Linked DNA regions of Zea mays: region 1 is linked to region 2. Evidence: chromatin contacts called from public Hi-C data. All regions are on one chromosome and are shown on one strand. The core of a region is the stretch at or near the end of the contact, and the rest is flanking DNA. Distances in the headings are between cores, read along the strand shown.

The links. A called contact is a pair of places that touch in the nucleus more often than the background predicts.
Region 1: a contact with region 2 is called in a Hi-C map of ear, with 2.4 times the contacts expected there. The contact joins the promoter of LOC103632383 here to the promoter of LOC103632382 in region 2. A contact is called at or near these places in 4 of 25 Hi-C or Micro-C datasets (bundle sheath, ear, leaf and 1 more).

The regions. Positions count from the first base shown.
Region 1 is chr7:55,067,002-55,073,787 of Zm-B73-REFERENCE-NAM-5.0, forward strand. It overlaps LOC103632383, which reads right to left and starts at 1,685. Exons shown (of 2, transcript XM_008654221.2): 1 at 36-1,685. The coding sequence starts at 1,248. The coding sequence ends at 253.
Region 2 is chr7:54,856,760-54,863,254 of Zm-B73-REFERENCE-NAM-5.0, forward strand. LOC103632382 (ethylene-responsive transcription factor ERF096) reads left to right here and starts at 1,610. Exons shown (of 1, transcript XM_008654220.3): 1 at 1,610-2,470. The coding sequence starts at 1,817. The coding sequence ends at 2,227.

The sequences.
Region 1 (6,786 bases), core at 435-2,934, 210 kb after region 2:
ACGCCCAATAATCACAAAATAATAAATTGGCTCACCATGATCGAATCGATTTGATAACCGTGAGGGCGACGACGGTTCTCAGTTTAGACATCCGGTCGAGCTCTTGGCAAATGTTGCATCACATGGGATTTGTTGCTTTATTCAAACTCTCAGGATTTTTCCATGATGCAAAGGATGTCGACGAGTTGGAGACTTGTAAGGTCGAGCACGAAAAAGAGCGAGACCCTGCGTTGCGTCAACGGCAGCGCGACTCTAGCGAGACCCTGTGTCCTCACGGGTCGACAGCATGGACGAGCGGACACGACACGGAGGTGCGAGTCCGCCAAGGACGCGAACTTGAAGGGCGGCGCTTAGAATGAAACCTTGCTGAGCGAAGAACGACGACCTGCAAGGCGAAGCCTGACGACGAGGTCGACCAGGGGATAGAGAGCGCGAGCGCACGCAACAGCGATGATAGTCGAATTGGTAATAGAACGTTGGTGAATTTGGCCGACGCGACCATGAACGCGTGCTGGCGTGGACAAGACAATAGTGGCTAACGAGCTTGCGACGGCGCCACAGATCGGAGGCAGAGAAGATGGCCAGGACGGAGCACAGATCGGCGCGACGGAAACGAAAACCAGGCGCAGGGACGCGCACCATTTCTCTGGGCGCGACGGTGGCCTGGGCAGAACCATCCACGGCCAGAAGGCATGCATAGCCACCATGGCCGGCCAAGCGAGCAGAAAACCACGGCGCCGGAGGAGCAAGGCGAGCAGGGAGATCCAGGCTGGGAAAAAATGGAGGCTGGGCGGGCTCTACAGGGGCAAACACGCCGAACAGAGGGCAAAGCTGAGATGGGGCATACAGCCATGGGAGGTCAGGGGCGAGTGTAGGGAGCTTCGACGGTTGGGAGCGCAGGGGAAAGAACCAGGGACACAAGGAGGATGGAGGAGCACGCGTGGGAGGAGCCGTTCGGCTGGACGCGGTTCGAACAGCCGAACGCCTGGGAGGGAGAAGATCCAGGCGCGCGCAGGGAAGCTCTGGGCTGGCTAGCGCGCGTGAGACAGGAACGAAGGGCGCGCGGCACGCAGGAGAACTGAGCAGGGAGGAGCACACGCAGAGGGCGGGGCCGAGCTGGAGGGAGATCTGGCCAGGCACGGCCGGCGCTGGGAACTTGAGGAGCATGCAGGGAATTTCATGGCGGGGACCAAGGGCGCGGTTGTGGGAAGAAGAAGTGCTCGGCTGGGAGAAACGCCGGGGCGCCATGGGAGCACGGAGGAGATTCGACGAGCAGACTGAGCGAGCACCAGGAAGTTCCGAGCTATGGCAACGGACAGAGGGAGCGCTGGGCGCGCGGCTCAATCCGAGCTAGGCGAGCAGGGAACTAGAGACGCGCTTTGGGAGTAGGGCGAGCTCATAGCAGAGGAACTTGACGGCCAGGGAGCAGACGCGCGCGCAGGGAAGAACGGCTGGGCGCGGTGAGCTCTAGGGAGCAGTGCGCGCAGCAGGGAAGAAGAAAACCGTGCTGGAGCAGAGACCGAGCTCCTGCAGCACGTAGGAAATGGAGAATTGGAGATAGGCGCTCTGTATAGCAGAAGAAGCAACAGAGGAGGCACGACGGCTATGGAGCTTGGGCTAGTGGCTGTTGCAAAGATGAGGAAGACGGCTGCTGCATTCTAGGATAAGAAGCAGGAGGTAAGCGGGGGTGGGGAAAAATCTTCCACGGATGAAGATTACGGAGGGAGAGAGAGCGGTGAATAGTGGGAGAAAGAAAAATCTCCAGCCAAGGGCGGCCGTAGGAGATAGGTACGTGAGATTTTTTTTATTTTTTTTTCTCATTCAAACTCCCATATTTGCAAAAACAAAAAGTTGATATTTTGATACTATCAGATCCGGGTCTCAAAGATATAATCAGAGATCGAACAAAAAAAATGAGACTGACAACAATAATTGTACAGGGTTATGATTTAGTGAATACTTCGGAGTCAGATGAATTTGCACCCGATATTTATATCCGAAGTTTTGGATCGGAGCGAGAAATGATAGACCAAAATAAACTAGTTTTGGCATCGATAATTTGCTCTGTGATTTGACTAAAATTAGCCGGAACCATATCTGCGAATGTATACGCGATTTCGTCGCCAACACAACGTGCTGAAGGATAAATTGGATCGTGTAACACCCTGAATTTAAAGGTATAAAATTTATTTTCTAATATTCACCAAATTCAGGTGTTAGCCTCTCTTTTCCTTGCTTTTATTTTCTTTTTTCTAAATAGAAGAGTTATTTTTTATATATATGTGTAAGCCTAGTAAAATAAAATCTTAGAGGGACTTTGATTGTTGCATTCATGCTGATGCATAGTATTTATGAGTGCAAAATATTATCACAACAGATTAAAATATCTCGAGGATGTTCCTAAGAGTTTTTGGAATCTTCGGAACGTTTCTTCGAGTATTAAATATGAATTTTAGTTTTTCTAATATTAATTAAACTGTCGAAAATTTAGTATTTGCGAAAACTATAAAATTTTGGATACTCGATAACATATGTATATATATTTTCCTCTCGTCGAGCCTGTTCTAGATCTCGTGCCCTTTTTCGTGAGATCACTGAACCGCTTCTCGCGAACGGCATGCTGTTCGCGTCGGCTATCCTCGTCTAACCCCGTCTACCTCTGATCGCGTGCATTCGTTGTTGTTGCAATGGCCATTTGTTTCACACATGTGTGCGACACGAACGCAGTCGCAACCAACTCGTTTCACGTTGCCTCGTCGCGCAATGGTCTCCGCAACTGTCTGACCCCATCCATCCTCTCTATATAGGCGTAGATTTTTTCCCGTCGCCAAAACCCCTTCCCCTAGCCCACTCCGCACGCTCACCTCCCCGGCCCAGCACCGCACCCCTGTGCCAGTGGCCCACCGAGCGCGCACGCAGCCCAGCAGCCGCGCTGCACTGCACGCAGGTGCGCATCCACCGTGAAATCCCCACAGCTCCGCACACCGTATCTGCGCCGCAGCTTCTGTCGCTCACGCCCGCGCGGAGCTCCCTTCCTCAACCGCCTATTCCCCCACGCCGCCCTCAAAATCGGGAGGATCCATAGCACGCCGTAGTTCCTCTCAAACAGGCCCGATGCCCTCCTCCCCACTCCTCCCTCTCGCCCAACCGGAGTTCGCAACGTCGTTCATGCTGGACCTGCCCCTTCGCTCGTTCATGGTGAGCTCGCCCCTTCCTCTCTCAATCCCTCTCCTCGCCTCTTGCCGTACTCGACATGGCGCTAACTCGACGTACCCGGAGCCCGGCCGAACCAGCCGAACCCAGCCCCTCCCCAGGCGAAGCCCGGCGCCCCGGCACGGTGGCCAGCGGCGTGGCCGGCTAGCCGCCCCTACTCCCTGGCGCGCGCACCTCGTCCTCGCTTGTGCCCAAGGCGTGCTCCCCAGCCACCCTCTCTCCTCTACTGTGCTGCTGTAGGCACAACCAACTCCATGGTTGCTGTTGTTACTCCAAGCCTGAAGCCCCACCCGACGAGGCCCCTGCCCACGACGAGCTAGCCCCTGCATGCGGCCCCCAGGGCAGCTGTCGTCGCCGTCAGCCCTATCCTCCGTTGAGCTACCACAGACAAGCCCGCCCCGCCGTGTGTGCCCCCTACGTGATCCGGTTTTTGTGTTGCTGCAATTCATGCACGGAGCCAAGGAGAGAGGAGAAACCGTTCGTGCGTGATATTGAAGAAGAAACCGTAGTGGCCCCACCTGCAGTTTTTTTATTATTACTTTTTATTTCCTTTCCCCACGATGAAGTATGCACGTAGTTGAATGGCTCACCACTCACGTAGAAAAAGATTTGTGCAGGATTGGTTGCGGCCACGATTTTGTGGTACTCCTTGTGGTTTCGGCTCAGCCAACTAAAATACGCTACCTCTTCTTAAATACGCGAACTAGTAAATATTCAATATATATTTTACGTCATAGATCCATTTTGTCTCGTTCCGGTTGTGTTAGATTTGTAACGACATGTTAATAATATTGTTTCATCGTTTCACATATTTTAGCTAATTTATTTTTAGTATAAAAACAACATTTAGTTAGTGATTCTCGCATGCTCGCATTCTGCTTCGCGCATCACGCGTCGCTCACGTATGTCGCGCGTTGTCCGCGCCTACCCGCCTGTACTGTTCGCGTACGCTGTCACCGCCCATTCCACGCGTGTCACGTGTTGTGCTCTATTCTACGAGTATCGTGAGTTCGATCTGTACGATGTTCGCGCGTGCTGTTCACGTGTCGTCGTTCGTGCGAGTCGCGATTCGCGCGCTTTAATAAAATTGTTTATTCGTCACGAATTGGTAACTATTCAATATATAATGCGCCATAAACCTGTTTCTATTTGTTTCAGTCGTGTCAGCTTTGTAGCAACACCGATTTCATATTAGTAACGTACTTTATCATGTCACAAGTTTTAATTATTTAATTAGTTGTTCATTCGACACTTATTAAATAAAATGACCTTCTAATTAAAATTAGTTTATATTTTTAACTCGCACTTTTATAAATATAAATGTTAACTCGATGAATATCAACTTAAATGCTTCTCAGTTAATACTTGTTTAGTATAATCGTGTTATCTGTTAGCGATTATCAAGCGTCGTCGCATTGTCTGCGCGTTGTAAGCGCGTGATGTGCTGGTGGTCGCGTGTCGCGGTGCTGTTTGCGCGTGTCGCACACCGTCGTTTGCGTGCGTCGCATGTGCCATTTACCGGTGTCGCTTGCCTTGCCATGCGTCGGCGCGCATCACGCGTGTCGATCACGTGGGTCGCGCGACATCTACGCTTGATAATAAATTGTTTTCGCCTATAAACACTCATGTTAATAATGGTAATTCATCAGGTCACATATTTTAGATAATTAACTTAGGCTTTGCTCGACTAATGTCTATTAGATTTATTTTCCAATTAGATTAAATGTGTAGCGTTCAACTTGTGATTTTATAATAAACATTAACATGGCTAATATTAACTTAAATATCTTTATCTATTTAATCTTTGTTTAGTATAAACGCGTCTCCTGTTTAGTTCTCTCGCCTGTTGCGCGTGCTGTTCCACACGTGGTGGCGTGCTGGTTCGCACGTCGTTCGCGTTGGTCGCGCGCACTATTTTCGTGCGTCGTTAGCGTGTTTGGACGTCGTTTCGCACGCTGCCGCGTTGTTCCGCGCGTCGTAAATTCGCCCCGCTTAGAATCTCTCGTTTTAATTAAATTACTTATTTGTAACTAACGACTGTTGGTGTAGCAGATTAATCGAAACTAGATAGTAGTTATAATTAATATGATTATGTCAAATTAAAATACTCTAATTAATACTTGTTTAGCATAAACGCGGTACCTTCTCGACCGTAGCTTCAGCCGTCGCGTTTCTTATTCCTGCGTAACCGTAGAAGTGCTCTCTATTTTTATATTGCTCGTTTTGATAATATTTTATCTTGTATGGTGTAATGTTCTTATGCAAATATATGTTTGCTTGTGCCTGTTTGTATTCGTTGCACGTCGTGAATAGATTGCGATCTATTCCTGAGCTTCGAGGAATCGACGATCAATATTTGGTGAACCGCTGGTGCCGAGATCAAGTTCTTCGAGTTCTACGGGGTTGAAGACCCTGAGCATATGTTTGGTAAAGGCAAGTGTCCTCTGACCCATTATGTCCCATTTATTTTATAATACACTGTCCCGCATACTATGAACAACCTAAGGATTTACTAGCTTTCTATTTACCTTGTCCTTGATTTACCTTTTGGGTTACTATGGTTAGCTACATGCTAGCGCTTTACTTTAATCAATGAACACGATGAGATACAATGATAATACTATGATTTTATTCTGGATATGATGATATACTTGTGGCATTTAGGGGACTCGGGTTGTTTCCCGAGTACCTCTCCGTAAGGACCTGTTCGTTGAGAGACCACCCGGGATAACAGTGCAACCATGAGGGTGAAATGGGATGCCCTTAGCTAATTAATTAGAGGAACTAGAGGTGTTGTTGCTTCGCTGTCGTGCCGTCAATGGTGTCCAGGCACAGTGCTTGCTCTGCCGAGGCTGAGTGTCGAGGTTCTTTCGTTTTGCTTTTGTTAGTCACCCTCCTGCGGGGAGAGGTACTGTGTTTATCAAACTGGAGAAACCTAACGGGCGGCTAGTACCTCTAGGGAATCTTTGTAAAGGCTACGTAGTGATACCCTGCTGGACCACCTAGGAAGTGATCAATGGGGAGTCATGATCCCCGGGCAAAATGGGAATCACGGCTCATGGGTAAAGTGTGCGACCTCTGTAGAGGGTAATGAAACTGATATATCAGCCGTGCTCACGGTTAAGAGCAGCCTTGTGATCCTCTTTGATTAGAAATACTCTGGATACGCCTCAGATGATGACTTTAGTGATGATGGTTAATGATAGTGACTTATGATGGTGACTTTAATTATGAATTCTAGTATTTCCTCTCTGAGGAGGTACTTTTTGGGATTATAACTTGGGTTTTATGATAAAATCTGGCTTCTACTCACAATAAATATCTGACCAACTAAAAGCAACTGCTTGAGCCTAACCCCACATAAAAAGCTAGTCCACTTCAGCCAAACGGGGCATTTGCTGAGTACGTTGATGTGTACTCATCCTTGCTTTACCACAAAACACCAGGTTGTCCACATTGCAACCACTGCTCAGGAGAAGATGAAGCCATGGAAGGAGACTTCCAGGAGTTCCAAGACTACGACGAGTTCTAGGTGTGGGTTGGCGGCAACCCCCAGTCAGCTGCCTGTGAAGG
Region 2 (6,495 bases), core at 360-2,859:
AGGCGCTCGTGTCTTCGCCAGGCGAAGATGAAGCCGGGGACCCCGTGAACTGCTCGCCGATGAGCTGGGGTGCCGTGGAGCTGCCCCACACCATAGGCATCCGCCTAGGTCAACGTCCAGGGCACATTACCTGGCCCGGTGACTTCAAGTCGTCCCAGGATGGTGTACATGGCCGTCTCGGGCGGAGTGGTGCTCTGGAGCTCCAATAATTGCTCATCGGAGCTGAGCTTTTGCCGCGGAGTCGCGCACTATAGTGAGCGGGTGGATTTTGCACTACAACGCTGGTGAGATCTCCCCCCTCTGTTTCGCTACGACCTAAATTTTGTTTCTGCATGATAGGGATCAAGGTCTGTGCTCGGGGGCGTGTTTCGCGCAGTTGCCGGCGATGGCGCCGTCGCAGAATCGAGCGCGCCGCTCGCGATCGGGGCGGCACAAACGGCTCTGGACGTTGATCCGTGCATGTGCGGCCATGATTAGATCATGGCTTACCCCTTCGACACGTTGAATTCGGACCATTGATCTGGGATCTTGCGGTCCTGATTACGTAACGATTCACGATCTGTTATCGGCCGTTGATCGAAAATTCTGCGGCCCCAGGCGACCCACGTTGTAGTAGCCATGGCCATTTTCTTAAAAAGCCCTCAGGTTTTCCAAAATCAACCCGCCGTCCACCGAGTGTTGTTTATAAATCTAATTCAAAATATAAGCAACGGTTAACGCGTACTTATTTATCTAATGCTTTGGTACAAATATGTGTTCTACCTATTTCTAAATTCTTCACTCCAACAAACTATGTATAAATTTATTCTCAACGAAGATAAAGAACCTAATGTGGGTGTTTGTGCTACAATGGCTTCACCCTCCGCACTGACACTCTGGGCCCGCTCCACACGCCCCGCCTTGTTCTCCCACCTCACGTGCCCACCTCGGCGTCGTGACCTGTGGGCCCCGCTCTCAGCTACTACCCTGTGGATCCTCAGCGCCCGAGCAACAAGCTACTGCGCCTGCCCAACACCCGATCCCGCTCGCGCAACTACCACACCGCGCAAAAAATAGTGCTGAGCAAGCACTCAAACCCGCGCCCCCCTACTACAGATATTTGGGGCTAACCACCGGACCACATGTAACTTAGTGTTTAGAAACAAACAATAATTATATTTGAATAAATATCTCAATACCTATTTGTATATTATATAACAACCATAGCAAAGCACGGGCCATATAATTTCCTAATATTGGTTGCAGTAAAAAAGGTTTGACTGATAATAAAACTTTATATTCTCAAATCGAGAGAGCTGATGCTCGACAGGTATATACAATAATTAGCGTAAAGCATGATTGAGAGAGTGTAGTTCAGTTTAATTGTGGTGATTCTCTTCCCCGGCCTCACCGCCGCACAAAAACCTAATGCAGAAAACATAAATATATACGGTGGAATAGCGGAAAGGATCTTGCAGTCCAGTTTTCCTTTTGGAAGCAAAAGGAAGGAACCAATGCAAGCACGTGCTGGGCCCACGATCAATATCCCTTTCCCATGTACCTTCCGAAGCTGTTTTAATGCCCCTCCGTGCGCGCCTTCCTCTTCCATTCGCACCCCTCCCCTCCGATCCCGCCACCACCACCCTACTACGCATTCCATCACCGATATAATTCACTCCTCTCAACGCTCGCTGCACACACACACCAGTGAACCTAGCCAGCCATTTGCCGCATCGATCATCAGTCGCTGTCACGCGCGCCAAACCAAACCAAAGCCCAAACCCAGCTGCAAGTGCTACTGACAGCAGCTAGCAAACACACACCCGTCGCCATCGCTATGGACGGCGACTGGTCCAAGGACGGCGGAGGTGGAGAGCCGACCAAATATCGCGGCGTGCGGCGGCGGCCCTGGGGCAAGTACGCGGCCGAGATCCGCGACTCGAGCCGCCACGGCGTCCGCATCTGGCTGGGCACCTTCGACACCGCCGAGGAGGCCGCCAGGGCGTACGACCGGAGCGCCTACTCCATGCGCGGCGCCAACGCCGTCCTCAACTTCCCGGAGGACGCGCACGCCTACGCCGCCGCCTGCCGCGGCTCCGGATCCTCCTCATCCTCGTCCAGGCATAGGCAGCAGCAGCAGCAGGGCTCCGGCAGGGACGTGATCGAGCTCGAGTACCTCGACGACGAGGTGCTGCAGGAGATGCTCAGGAACCACGAGCCGTCGTCGTCTGCGAGGAAGAAGATGTAATGCAAGACGACTGGTACACGTGGCGAATGCACGTTGCACATCAGAATGCCATGTATGCGTGGGGGGTTACGTTCAATTGTATGCATGCAGTGCAGTGACTACCGGCCGGCTCTCCTGGATATGTCGGCCATCTCTCTCTATATATTATTAAAATGTCAGCTCCCTTCTCTAATTTGGCGGGAGTTACATCAGTGGTACTATGCAGAGTTGCATACTTGCATATATATGCACATTATTAATTAATAACTCGATCTCTCGTGGACGGTGGACCAGTGATAATCATCTCATTGTCAATTAATTTTGATCAAAGAAATATATAATCCATCACAACGTCTTTTCATTATTTGTAAGTGCTCATTACATATAAATGATTATATGTCTTGCATGCAAGATTGAGCTGCTGGATATTGTCGGTTAAGTTATAATTTCCGGTATGCTCTGTGCGGGACGGAACCGGACCCTGACTCGAGCCGTACAGCCGAACAGATGCAGTGGCCCAAGAACACTCGAGAGCATTGTACCAAGCCGGCTGCGCGCGATCGATCGAAGCTTCCGAGAATTCTCTGCGTGCCTGCGAAGTCCGTGCGTACGTCCTCTCTGCAACCATTCGCATATCGCTATATGTATATACAGTATATAAATAGCAAAAGTAAGTTATTAATTCGCATAGTACTGGTATGTTATTTCTTTATCTTTAAAGCCGAACGGAAACCAGCGCAACTAGCCTATCCACGTCATTCTATATTTTTTAGCCGTCCGATCGGGCACCGATGGTCCGTGAAACCTTTCACCCCTCCGTCTCGCGAAGCTTCGAGACGATAGCCCCGCGCAACCTCTCCAATCCGCGACGCGACGAAGGTTCTCCATCTCACGGCTTACGTCCCGGGCTGCGGCTAGCAGTCGTGGTGGCAGGCTGGCAGCCTGCAATGCCGGCGCCTGTGTCCCACCTTTCCTCCCTCTCCGAGCTTAACGCTTCTCTAGGGCTACTTCGCTGAGGATGACGATGATCCCGGCGCCGGCGCCGGCGCTGGCACCGAGCTGAGTGAGTCTGGTGATTCATCAGCCGAGGAAGCCGGGTCGAACGAAGACGAGGAGTCTGCTCCTCCAAAGCCGCCCCCAAGCTCCGCCGCCGACCAAACCCTAAGGGGGGGAGATGCCGGTGGCAGCGACGGGGGCTCCTTGCTGCCAGGGGCGGACCCACAGGGGGTCCAGGTGGGCCCTGGCACACCCTAAGCCAGGCCCACCGGGGACCCCACCCGGCCACCTGTTCGGTCGTCAAGCGCAGAAGTCCGAAGGCCGTTTCAACTTCTCCAGCTCTCCGATCTTTGCGGCTGTTCGTGTGCCTATTTCTAACTTCCTGGCGCCCTGGCGGCTGCATACCTGGGCACCTGGCGACTGCGATTCTGCGAGAAGAATTCCTGGCGGCTGCGTGGCTGGCTGGCTTCCTGGCGCTGGAGTGGAGTCCTGGCGCGTGCGCGCTGCCAGCTGCCAACGCTGTGCCGCTACGCAGCTGAACGTCCAGCCGCCCAGGCCCAGCTGCTGCCAGTTGCGAGTTGCTATTGTCTGCTGCTGAACGCCCAGGCCTAGACCGCCTGCTACCTGCTCCCTGGCGGCTAGCAAGTTGCTACGGTGCTGCCTCTGCCTGCTGGTGATTGGTAATTGGTACGAGCTACTGCCTGCTAATTTAAGATTTAGGATTTTGTCCTATTGATTGTTGATTTACTACCATTATTTTTGTAGTGACTAAAATATGAAGAAGCAGGGAGATATTGCCTCTCTTTTTCGTAATCATGCTGCAAAAAAACAGAAGTTTATTGCTTCTTCATTATCTCTGGATGTTACTCAAGCGTCGACACCTCAAGAACAAGAGAAAGAAATGATAAACGAAGAAATTGTGAATCCAATGCCATCTGCACCGCCACCGCCAACACTTTATGATATCAGTCGTCTTCCACATGATCCAGGTGAAAGACAACCTATTGCAAGTTACCATGCTAATGATCACGATGCAATTCGAAGGGCATATATTCTTAGAGGTCCATTTCAACCATATGCACATGAATTCCCAAATAGGAAAATTGGAGATAGAGATCGCCATTTTAATTTTGTGTGGTTTCAAAATTTTCCTTGGATTGAATATAGTGTCAAGAAAGATGCTGCATTTTGCTTTATGTGCTACTTATTCAAAAGTAAAGCAAATAAAGGCAAAGGGACTTCTGCATTTACTTCAGATGGTTGGAATAATTGGAATAAAGGGTCTGAAGCACTTCTAAAACATGTGGGTTCTATGTCACATAAGACAGCAGAAGAGAAATATCTTGGCTTTATAAATCCTAATGCAGCAATTGATAACAAAATTGAGAAGTGGAGTGATGATGATCGCAATCTTTATAAGATAAGGTTGACATATTCACTTCGATGTTTGAAGTTTCTTTTGCATCAAGGATTGTCATTCCGTGGACATGATGAAAGTGAAGAGTCTAGCAAACAGAGGAAACTTTATTGAAATCTTGAAATTTCTTGCTGTAAATAGTGAAGAGGTCAACAAGTATGTCCTTAACAACGCTCCAGGTAATTGCACTTTGACTAGCCCAAACATACAAAAGCAGATTATTCAGTGTTGCGCTATAGAAACTAGAAAAAAAATAATTGAAGAGCTTGGGGAAGAGCCATTTGCAATTTTAGCGGATGAGTCTAGTGACATATCACACAAAGAACAACTAGCTCTTTGCTTGCGTTTTGTTGATGCACTGGGAAGGCCATGTGAGCACTTTATTGGAGTTGTTCATGTAGATGATACTAGCTCTTTATCACTTAAGGATGCAATTGAAGCTTTACTTGTTAGTCATGGCTTGACTTTGACACGAATTCGTGGACAAGGTTATGATGGGGCTAGCAACATGAGAGGTGATATTAAAGGTTTGAAAACATTGATCATGCAAGAGTCACCTTCTGCTTATTATATCCATTGTTTTACACATCAACTCCAACTAGTTCTTGTTGTTGTTGCCAAGGGAAATAATGATTGTGTGTGGTTTTTTGATCAAGTAACTCTCTTATTGAATATTGTTGGAGTTTCTTGTAAGCGTCATGGTATGCTTCGAGATGCTAGACTTGAGAATCTCATGAAATCACTTGAATGTGGTGAACTTGAAACTGGGAGAGGATTGAATCAAGAGATGGGGTTGCCTAGGCCTGGTGAGACTCGATGGGGCTCTTATTACAAAACTATATGCAACATAATTACTATGTACCCTATAATTCGAGATGTTCTCATGATTCTTGGAGAGGATACTACAATTAGAAGTGATTGGACAAGAATACATTCTATGCTTGGAGCATTTGAGTCATTTGACTTTGTTTTTGATGCACACTTAATGTTTGTTATTCTTGGATATACAAATGATTTATCAGTGTGTTTGCAAAGAAGGGAGCAAGATATTATCAATGCAATTTCACTTGTTAATGTGGCAAAGAGAAGAATGCAACAGTTAAGGCTTGATGGTTGGGATCAATTCCTTCAAAGAATTACTTCATTTTGCAACAAACATGATATCCAAGTTCCTACTATGGATGGAAATTATAGGCCTTATGGAAGATCATCACGATTTGTTCATAACCAAACCAATGATGACCACTTCAGAAGAGAAGTATATATTGGGGTCATTGATCAAATTAGCCTAGAGCTTGATAGTCGGTTTAGTGAGGCTAATATGGAGCTGCTTTCTTGTATGTCAGTCTTGGATCCTTCCAACTCTTTTGCTTCTTTTGATGCACACAAGGTACGAAAGCTAGCTGATTTTTATCCTAATGACATGTCAAGCACTGACTTGTTAAAACTTGACTTGCAACTTGACAATTATATTGATGGCATAAGAGAAGATGATAGATTCAAAGACATAACTAATCTTGTGGACCTCTCGGTTAAGCTTGTTGAAACAAAGAGACATAAGGTGTTTGATATGGTTTATTTGCTTCTTAAATTGGTATTGCTTTTGCCGGTGGCGACAGCAAGTGTTGAAAGGGCATTTTCTGCAATGAGTTTGGTGAAGACTAAATTGAGAAACAAGATGTGTGATAGTCTTTTGGATGATTGTCTTGTTACATACATCGAGAGGGATATTTTCTTCGAAGTGAATGAAGAAGATATAATTGAAACTTTTATGGCACTGAGGAAGCGCAGGCCAGATAAGTAGTATTATTGGAATTTTTATGTTTAATGTATGCAATTTTCATGTTTATTTGTTGAGTGTCAAACTTTATATCTA